2 separate regions of the Mus musculus genome follow, and region 2 is linked to region 1. The links are chromatin contacts, called in public Hi-C maps. All regions are on one chromosome and are shown on one strand. The core of a region is the stretch at or near the end of the contact, and the rest is flanking DNA. Distances in the headings are between cores, read along the strand shown.

The links. Hi-C and Micro-C count contacts between places; a contact is called where the count stands out from the background.
Region 2: a Hi-C map of uterus shows a contact between it and region 1, with 6 times the contacts expected there. The contact joins the enhancer-like site here to the promoter of Ptgfr in region 1. A contact is called at or near these places in 9 of 39 promoter capture datasets (the 3T3-L1 cell line, 3T3-L1-derived adipocytes, cranial neural crest and 4 more), 1 of 15 datasets of contacts at CTCF or cohesin (the NIH/3T3 cell line), 24 of 484 Hi-C or Micro-C datasets (the 3T3-L1 cell line, 3T3-L1-derived adipocytes, the C2C12 cell line and 8 more), 4 of 115 datasets of contacts at active chromatin or transcription factors (heart atrium, liver and neural progenitor cells) and 2 of 9 other capture datasets (adipose tissue and liver).

What each region holds. Positions count from the first base shown.
Region 1 is chr3:151,834,379-151,839,223 of GRCm38.p6, reverse strand. It overlaps Ptgfr (prostaglandin F receptor), which reads left to right and starts at 1,696. Exons shown (of 3, transcript NM_008966.3): 1 at 1,696-1,922; 2 at 3,283-4,152. The coding sequence starts at 3,355.
Region 2 is chr3:151,889,404-151,894,049 of GRCm38.p6, reverse strand. All of the region lies in intron 2 of Gm31596 (a long non-coding RNA gene), which reads left to right. Among named protein-coding and RNA genes, the nearest start is that of Gm31596, 20 kb to the left of the region's middle. Within about 2 kb of position 2,214, at least 120 of the 459 cell types and tissues checked have an H3K27ac peak or open chromatin away from gene starts, as enhancers often do. A contact at or near this core is called in the NIH/3T3 cell line, adipose tissue, adipose-derived mesenchymal stem cells and 5 more, where this site is marked.

The DNA.
Region 1 (4,845 bases), core at 447-2,946:
CGGCTTTTCTTTCTGTGGATTAACCCGTTTTGTAGCACTGTCTTTGGGGACTAGGAACTGGGAGTCAGATTAGGGTGGCACATAGGCCTGGGAGCAACATTAAAAGTTGTTCATTGTTCACTTTTTGAGAGCACCTTGCCCTGCTAATATTAATATGTCTAGTTTGTCTGAACTATGTGTTGGTTAAGGAATGGGGTTCTAAAGAGGGAATTCCAATAACAGATGCAGAATAGATTGAAGAAATGATGCAATTCCGGTAGTGCTTTGGAAAAGAAATCACAATTGCCTTGGTTTTATTGAGTGCTACAATTTGACATTGAATGAGCAGGCTGGTTCCTTCCCACCCAGTTCCACAGCACTGGTGTGAGATGCCCCTGTCTCCAAGCTGCAGAGATTCCCAAATCGAAATCTGGCTCTAGAATTCACTACTTCAAAGATTTGGTGAGAACAGGGGAATGACAGAGAAGACCCCCCCCCCCCCCATAGAGGGCCATTTCCACGAGAGAAACACAAGGAAAACCATCAACACACTGAGCTGCAACCAAGGACTGTTAATCATTAAAGGAAAGAGTGGCACTCCGTGTCACATTTTCAGTGTGGCTTGTGACAGGGTTGTTCTTTGGATACTGGCCATCCCGGGACACAGCATTTTCCAACTAATCAAAACATTGACCTCTCTGACCATACCCAAGTCACAGTTTAAACACGCTATGATAATATCAATTAAAACTGCTCTGTCTCCACCACAGGGGGAGAGTGTGCAGCCGGACTTTTCTACAGTTAATGGCTAATTTATTTTATCTTGCCTTTGCACTTTATGAGCCCTTTCGATCTTCAGGAATTTGGAAGCACCTTCTGGCTCTGGAATGGAGAAGCAGATTCCAGAACTCTTTACACAGCTAGTGACAACCTTTTGCTAGGGCCAGAAGGGAAATCGAGGTAATAGGGGCACACAAGTGCTGCGCTGGAAATGACATATTCAGAGGTGTGGATGTTATTAGCTAAAAAACAATCATAGTGAAAAGAACTCACATTGTACAAGTTCACACAGCACTATACGTTTAACAAGCTCAAATAACAGTTCTTAATGAAAAATGAGCGCGCCTTTACTTGAACACAAAGTACATTTTACAAAATCTATAAGGTGTATATCCTTTGTTGTGGATGTCACTAGAAATTCTCTCAAGGACTTCGAAGCTCCCAAAAGGTCTCGAATCCCAGGCCAGCAGGTGCTTAAGAACGCAGCTCTCACTTCCCTTTATACTCTTACCCGGCTTGCACTCCAGTGACAGTGGAGCCTAAGGCTGTTCCTCTTACAGCAGTTGCCCAGAACTTCTAATTCACTCCCTGTGGATATCTGCTAGAAGTTCTCTTTCAAACTGGCAGACCTTTACCCAGATTTCCGCGTCCCTTTTTGGTTGGACCTGGAATTAATTCATTCCCCATAAGCTGTACCCGACAATCCCACACACCAGGCTCTAAACATGCCTTGGTTTTCCTTGTTTCTGTCTTGAAGCTTCGGAAATGACCTCTTTCATTTGGAAACGAGTTTAAAGCAAAACTTTCCGTAGTTGCCTGGTGGCTAAAAGCGTTGTCTTCTGCTGCTCGGTGGCCAAAGCATCAGAGGACCGTGCAGCAGCCTCACCCTGTGCGGGCAGAGAAAGTGGGCGGAGAGGAGAGAGACGAGGAAGGGGCGGAGGTCACCCAGCCCTCCACCCTGCAGAGGCTGGGAGCATCTCTAGGTGCTCTGGAGTTCAGGACACAATAGGTCCTGCGGGTGATCCAGTGCTCAGAAGTGTCCTAGGGAGGAAAGAGAGGTGGAACCCGAGGTTGCGGCTGCGCAGGGCTGGTTGCGCCATGGAACACCGGGCTCAGCGCTCTTCTGCTCCGGACACAACCACTCAGTGGCTCAGGATGCCGAGGTAAAAACCCCGTGGCTGCATTCCCACGGCCGGATTCCCACGGTCCCTGGATTCTCCAGCTGAACCCAGGGTTGATAAACTCCGGTGGCAACAGCTGCAGGGGTCCCGCTGGAGAGCACTATAGGCTGAGACTGGCAGGGATTTTGGACCCAATTCGTGGTGTGCTATGAGGAAAGAAGGGCTTGGGGGCTTCACTGTAAGGATGGGGCTCAGTAGCAAGGATTTCCACCACCCTCAGGAGAGAAGCACGCACACAGGGCTACCCCTTTCTTTCCCTGAGATTCCCTGCTGGCTGCACTACATGGTCCTTACCCCGGCTGCCGCAGACCTTTGGCGCCCCCCAGGGTGGGAGGGAAAAGAACTCTCCGGAGTTTGAGAAATTGCAAAAAGTTTCAGCAAGTTGGTTAGGTTTAGAGGCAATGTTGCAAGCTGAGGCCCCTTGGGGTGTGGGCTTTGCAACTGTCGAAAGTAGAAATGTGAGTAAGACACCGAGGGGGCAGCCAGCCTCTTTCCTTCAGGCACCTAAAGCCTCTGGGCTGTCAAATCCCCAGCCTCCGGGAAAGCTGCTCTGGGAAAACAATCTAATTATCCAGTGGTGTGGTCCTGAAGCTAGCACGGACTTAGGACTCAACACATTAGGGGCAAAAAACCCAAACAGCAAACAGTACAGCATTTCTCACTGGAGGCTACAGTAACCTGACAGCACCCTTCCTCATCTTGGTGCAGGGATTTCTGCCCCGTGAAAGAAGGCTAGATCAGAAATCACAGCCTCAACACTCTTCCATGAGTCAAAGTGTGACTGAGTGTGAGGTGTGTGTGTGTGTGTGTGTGTGTGTGTGTGTGAGAGAGAGAGAGAGAGAGAGAGAGAGAGAGAGAGAGAGAGAGATTGATTCTGTTTGTTGCCCTTTCATGACCTTGGCTTTATGACCAGCAGGTGGATCAAGTACTTGGGGAGGGGTCAATGTCCCACAGAGAAAAGAACAGGATTTTAAAGGATTAGTTATTTCAATAGATTGCTATGCGTTAAAAACTCCATTGGTTTGAAATCTAACCTTCTTAGTGCTTTAGTAAGACTTCAAATGATTCAAGATGTCAAGGATACATCAGGATGGCTTTTTTTTTTTTTAGATTTCTCTCTCTCTTTCTAGGGAAGTGAACTGATGGTGTCAGTTTGGGCGGTATCTTTATCTTGAAAGAGAGACAACCAGAACAGATGCATGCTGGCGGCAGGGTCCTGCAACCTGACTTATGATAGGCTGGGCAAATCCACCCCATCCCAGGGTGCTGAGGCACTTGGTTCTAAATGTCAGATGACTGACTGGTAATTAGGTCTTTATAATTCCTGTCCTGTATGCTACAGATGTCTGCACTCCGAGACTGCACAGTTGTGACAGAGAGATGACTTGAGGGGACAGCTTTTACCTCCACAACAATGTCTATGAACAGTTCCAAGCAGCCAGTGTCTCCTGCAGCTGGACTCATCGCAAACACAACCTGCCAGACGGAGAACCGGCTTTCAGTATTTTTTTCTATCATCTTCATGACAGTGGGGATCTTATCGAACAGCCTGGCCATCGCCATTCTCATGAAGGCCTACCAGAGATTTAGACAGAAGTCAAAGGCTTCCTTCCTGCTTTTGGCTAGTGGCCTGGTGATCACAGACTTCTTTGGCCACCTTATCAACGGAGGCATAGCTGTCTTTGTATATGCTTCTGATAAAGACTGGATCCGCTTTGATCAGTCAAACATCCTGTGCAGTATTTTTGGAATCTCCATGGTCTTTTCTGGCTTGTGCCCACTTTTTCTAGGCAGTGCGATGGCCATCGAGAGGTGTATAGGAGTCACCAATCCTATATTTCACTCTACGAAGATCACATCTAAACACGTGAAAATGATCCTGAGTGGTGTGTGCATGTTTGCTGTGTTCGTGGCTGTGCTGCCCATCCTTGGACACCGAGATTATCAAATCCAAGCGTCCAGAACCTGGTGTTTCTACAACACAGAGCACATCGAAGACTGGGAAGACAGATTTTATCTCCTGTTCTTTTCTTTCCTCGGACTCTTAGCTCTTGGTGTTTCCTTCTCGTGCAATGCCGTCACGGGAGTCACACTCTTAAGAGTGAAGTTCAGAAGCCAGCAGCATAGGCAAGGCAGATCTCACCACCTGGAGATGATCATTCAGCTCCTGGCCATAATGTGCGTCTCCTGCGTCTGCTGGAGTCCCTTTCTGGTAAGATCCTACAGGGTGGGTGCTTTCTGCTCTCCTGGGTTTATCTATTGATGTGTGCAGTTTGTTTCCATTATAAGGGTTTCTGGTCTAGAATGTCAACCCTTTAAATGCTAAAACTGACTTCAGTGCTCAGCTCTGGCTTAGAGTTTAGTTGTGTTTGATCCACCGGTTTGTTTTTCTATAGGTCCCAGTGAAAAGAAATGTATTTCTGAACAGGTGTAGCCATACTCTTTCCTGCTTCCATGTGGCATAGTGTCAAGTAACACAAGTAGTTTTGACATACTGGGTGTTATCTTCGAAAATGTTAGAATGAGTGGCTGTGTTAGCCCATTGAGTCAGGTAGACTCAATACCATAGAAAGCGATACAGATTTTCATCTGCAGACAGAGGAGAACAGTTGTGGGGTTGTTCTTAATGTAAAGACGAAGTCACAGCTTGCCAACTCTGGGGATGAGCTGAGCTAACAGAGAGCTTAGCCAGCCCTGGGTAAGGAAGACAAGAAGATATCATTTGTTCACTGAGGCCAGGGCATTGCGGACACGTGGGGAGAAGTCTGACTGGCAGGGAGCTCAGACATCAGACATTCGTGAGTGTACAACTTTCATTCCTTTAAACGCTCTGTAGTCAGCAGGCACCTGTGGCAGCCTGGCATTTAATCTGGAACCAAGGGAATTCAGTAGCAGAAGTAAAGCA
Region 2 (4,646 bases), core at 965-3,464, 54 kb before region 1:
ACAGGAGTGCTCCATGGCTCCATCCAGGTTACCAGGGCTCACTGAAGTCCTGTCGAATGCCAAGCAATGAGTGAGGGCAGGGATATAGCTGTGCAAGGATAGTGCCAGACATTGTGGCATTAAGGGTGAAGTCTATCTGCGAAAATATCTTGAATAAGTAACACATTTCCAACAACAATGAATTAATTTCGCAAATATTTATGAAGCTCTGCTGTAGGTCAGACACTGGGTTAAGCTCTGCATCCAAGATGGATCAGTAAACACAGTGTTCATTCTTCTTGGCCTCCTGAAATAGAACACTTAAGTGACACATATTTGGCATTAAATATAAAGCCCTTTGTAATTATCTCCAATTTGTTTCGCTTACTGCTGTTGGATCGAACTTTCTAAGGCTGGAATCTGATTACGTCATTCTCCTTGCTTAAATACCCTGAGTGACATTACCATTGCCTAATGGGTAAAGAGCAGATTCCTCAGTCCAGCTTTGTGCTCTGACCTTAGACTCGGTTTCCTGTCTTTCCTACCCATGTGTCTTTGATTGTAACCAAGCAAGAGGGCAGCACTCAATGACCTCCCCAAACAGCTCATGTTCCAGGTCTCTGTTGTTTGGCTCCCATGGCCCCGACTTGTACTCTTCTCTGCACCACTCGTCCTTTGGTCTTCTTTCTTAGATGTCAATGCCCCCTCAAGCAGTGTGCTGCTTTTAAGGACAGGATCTCCACATGAACCCCATTTTCTTGTGAATCACTAAAGTCGGGCAGAATTGCATCCAAAACACTGTGAAGACGTCTGAAGTATGCTTGTCTCCAGATAGTTTAAACTGAGATTAGGATTAGGCCATCATTTTCACCTCTGCCCATTTACATCCATGTATTCACATAAAACAGTGCAGAGTTATTTTCTACATGTAAAGCTGCCACAGAAGTGCAGTCGAAGCTATGACCTCTGTATTAGACTGAACCCTGACTGACAGGATTCCTCTACAAGTCCTTTCAGGGTTAAGTAAGAGCATCAGCCTCTGAAGCCATCATTTCTGCTCTACAAGGCCAGGGTAGCAGTACTGCTTTCTCTGGTTCTTGTCAATGAATCCTGAAGAGGGCTCCTTGATGTTGGCTATATTTTTCTACCATTTTTCTTGCCCATTCTCTTTTAGCTTTTTACCCCAGGAATTTGGTCTGACAAATGTCTCCACTTCTGTCATTGACCCACCAGTAATGTTGATGGTCCCATTTTTAAAGCTAGGATGTACTATTATTCTGAGTATGTGATTTTGAGCCTACAAAGGTAACCCAAGAGTATGGTGGCCTCATCCTTTAGAACCCAGTCATCCAATTACTCCAGTGATTGACTTGAGGGGACACTGCCCTGTGCTAGGATGGGTTTCTTCTGTCTAAGTGACAGTTTCTGACCTGAGCTGGGGTTACTGTTGATATTCTTAATGGCTTCATCTTGAACATTTTATTCAACATTCCTTTGTATTGTTTTGCCTGAAATGTTGAAACACGTAAAGTTTTTAATTCAACGGGCACTTACTGAATACACACTGTGCCTCCGATGCTAGGCTGGACTGAGAACGATCCATGAGACATTTCCAGCACCTTCAAGCTATCCCCCTTCATCCTCTGTTGTAGATGAATGAACCCAGTATCTAAAAGTGACCAGACTACTACATAGTGGAGCTGGGCTTGAGAGTCCAGGTCTTTCTGATTGGACCACAGAGCTCTGGTTCCCTTTTTTTTGTTTCACGGGGCTTCTTAGCATGGATGCTACCACAACCTAGAGCCAATGACGACTTTAGGATCCCACAGCAACATTTGGCATTGCTTAAAGCTGACGTCTAATGATTAACTGAGAGGCTGTTCCTAACACTGCCAGTGTCAGTAGAAGTCTGTAAGATTTATGAGACCTGAATGCTAAAAGGCAACTCTCTGAGCAAGCTGGTGCCTGCCCCTGCTTCCTAACTCCAAGTGCAGAGGGAAGAAAGAGTACTTTTTACAACTTAATTTTCTAAGTGACTCAGACATCTTTGGGGGCTTCTTATTTTGTCTGTTTTCTTGAGCCCTCTAAGGACTAACATGCTGGAGAAGGACGGTGATTGTTTCCAGATGCTGGGCTTTGATTGCAAGGAGAGTCGGAACAGCCAAGCAGCGGTGGGGCTGGCCTTGCTGAGTGGAAAATATTCATGCACCACCAGGGAACCCTGCCAAGCCTCTTGCGATGTTTTATTTGTATTGATCTGTGCTTGGCTCAGCCGGCTCAGCCTGAGGTTTTGGGGCTGATTAGAATGACTAGGCAAAAGAACTTGGGTGTTCTTTCTTTTCTCTATGAGCCCTTAGTATGGAACAGATGAATTATTGATTCATCTATACGCATTTAGGTAAGAGATTGAAAAGAATGCACTTTTAGGAATATACTAAGTATCTTAAATTGAATACATTGAGAGAAAAACGAAAACCTCAAAAGAAATTCTGAGAGCTGAAAGAAACTTTTCTCCTCTTAAAGGCCTCATGTAACTTGAAGAACCGACAGATTCACAACCAAGTCATATTAATTTGAAATTTTTACCTTTTGCTTTGAAAACCATGGTTTACTAGTTTCTGTTACCATGGAAACTCCTGGCCCTCACAGAGGATAGGCTTGGATTTCTTGCAGCAGTAACTGCTCAGCAGGTCTTCCCATCTCTCTGAGTTTCTAAGGAGGAGGACATCATTGGAGCTCTCAAAGTTTCCCCTACCCTAAAAATTTTCATTCCCACCAAAAGTGTTCAAAGATCCTTTATTCACACCCTCATTGATACACAGTTTTTATCCTTTTGTAGCTATTCTGGCTACAGTGAGATAATATTTTACTGGTTTTTTTTTGTTTGTTTGTTTTTTGTTTTTGAGGAATTTTGGGGTTTACTAAGACAGTCATGGATTTAAGCACAGGAGTTGAGAGAGAGAGAGAGAGAGAGAGAGAGAGAGAGAGAGAGAGAGAGAGAGAGAGAACACAGACTTAGTGAGAATTACACAGCAAAGATGTGGGTGGCATTCTTAAAAGATTCACAAAACATTGTCTAACTGTTAATTGACACTGCTAAGTTTCTTAAATCATTGTCTTCCCCTTTCCTTTGACCTTTCTTCTCTGTGGGCAGCCTGTTTTGGATGAATGCGGCTTCCTCCGGAGACCCAGTAGAAAACTCTACAAGGGACAAACCACTGACCCACATTCCCAAGACAGATGCCTGACACCACAGAGCTTCCAACTCCATAATTCTGTGACTATCAGTCACGCAGACAAAGCACCAAGCTCCTAGCGTTCTAGCTAGACTCCACCCTCACAGTTACCTGACTATAGCCAGGTGTGCTCTGCCCCATAGTTGCCGGGCAACAGCAAGGTAGCCCAGCCCACTATAAAAGGAGCTGCTTGGCCCCTCTTCTCTTTTTTTAAGCTCTCACTTTTCTTACTCTCTTCTCTAGCCATCCTTCTCTCCCTCCCTTCCCCCCTTCTCTCCACGTGGCCATGGCTGGTCTTCCTCTTTCTACCTTCTCTCTTTCTCCCTGCCTTTCTACAATAAAGCTCTAAAACCATAGACTGTCTCGGCCCTCCATACTTGAATGATGGAATAAGCTTTCCCCTAACGAGCTGCGTCTAACCTCCCGCCAGAAGACCTTCCTGAGCTCCAGCCACTGATGGGACCAAGGACTCTTGCCTGCGCGGGAACCACCCCTCTCTCCCCTTTGGCCCTGGGGACTACAGAGCCACCCCTGGTAGCCACCCCCATTTTGTTATCAGCTCTTCCATGGTGTCCAGTGGCATCTGGGATGCCCGAGACTGAAAACCTGTTATCTCTGGTCTCTATAAGGCCCAGAGACCTTGAACTGCCTCTTGTCCAACCCGCTCGGGCTGGGTCCATAGCTTCCCACAGTCAGACACCCACCCGGAGCCATGTGGTAAGCATGCCCCAGTTCTCCGCGTCTGCCTGCCCAGAGCACTGGAACTCTGGCAGGACGCGGGTTTTCTCCCACTCCCTTTATTCCCCTACACCCGTTGCCCTACACTTCTCTTTCTTTTTCTGTGGTAATAAATGAGCTCACGCTGGTTGCTAGGGGCACTGGAGAGGGTTAAAGTCTGATGAAACACAGGTCACAGGAGTCCAAGGAATCCTCACTGCAGCAGGTCACAAGAAGTTGAAGCTTCTATTTTGACTGTAAACAAGGCTCCTGCTCTTGTGTGCGAGAGTCTCAGAAAGTCACAAGGTTACAGTTGGTGAAAGAATAAGCTTATACTCAAAGGTCACATATATTTAGACCTTAAGCATAGTTCAATGCATTTTTTACATGATTACTTGAAAAAATCTTGAGAAAAAGGAAATTTTTCTTTATGTGCAATCGCCAAAGCAAACTTTGTTAGTTGTGTGAAAATCCTTGCCTCTCAACTGCTGAGAAACTTTAGTCTGAGTCTTGGATGAGCTATTTCTTTATTGATTAATATTCAATTATTATCCTTTCTATGTCCAATTCATTTCCTATTGTTCAATACTGCCTCAGTTTCCCTCCCTGAGACTTGGATATAATCTTAAGGGAGTGTGCAGACTGAAAGTCATTTTCCACTGTTGAGCAACGACAAAGTTCTGCCTATGCAGGAATCCAAAGTCTTGATCTGTC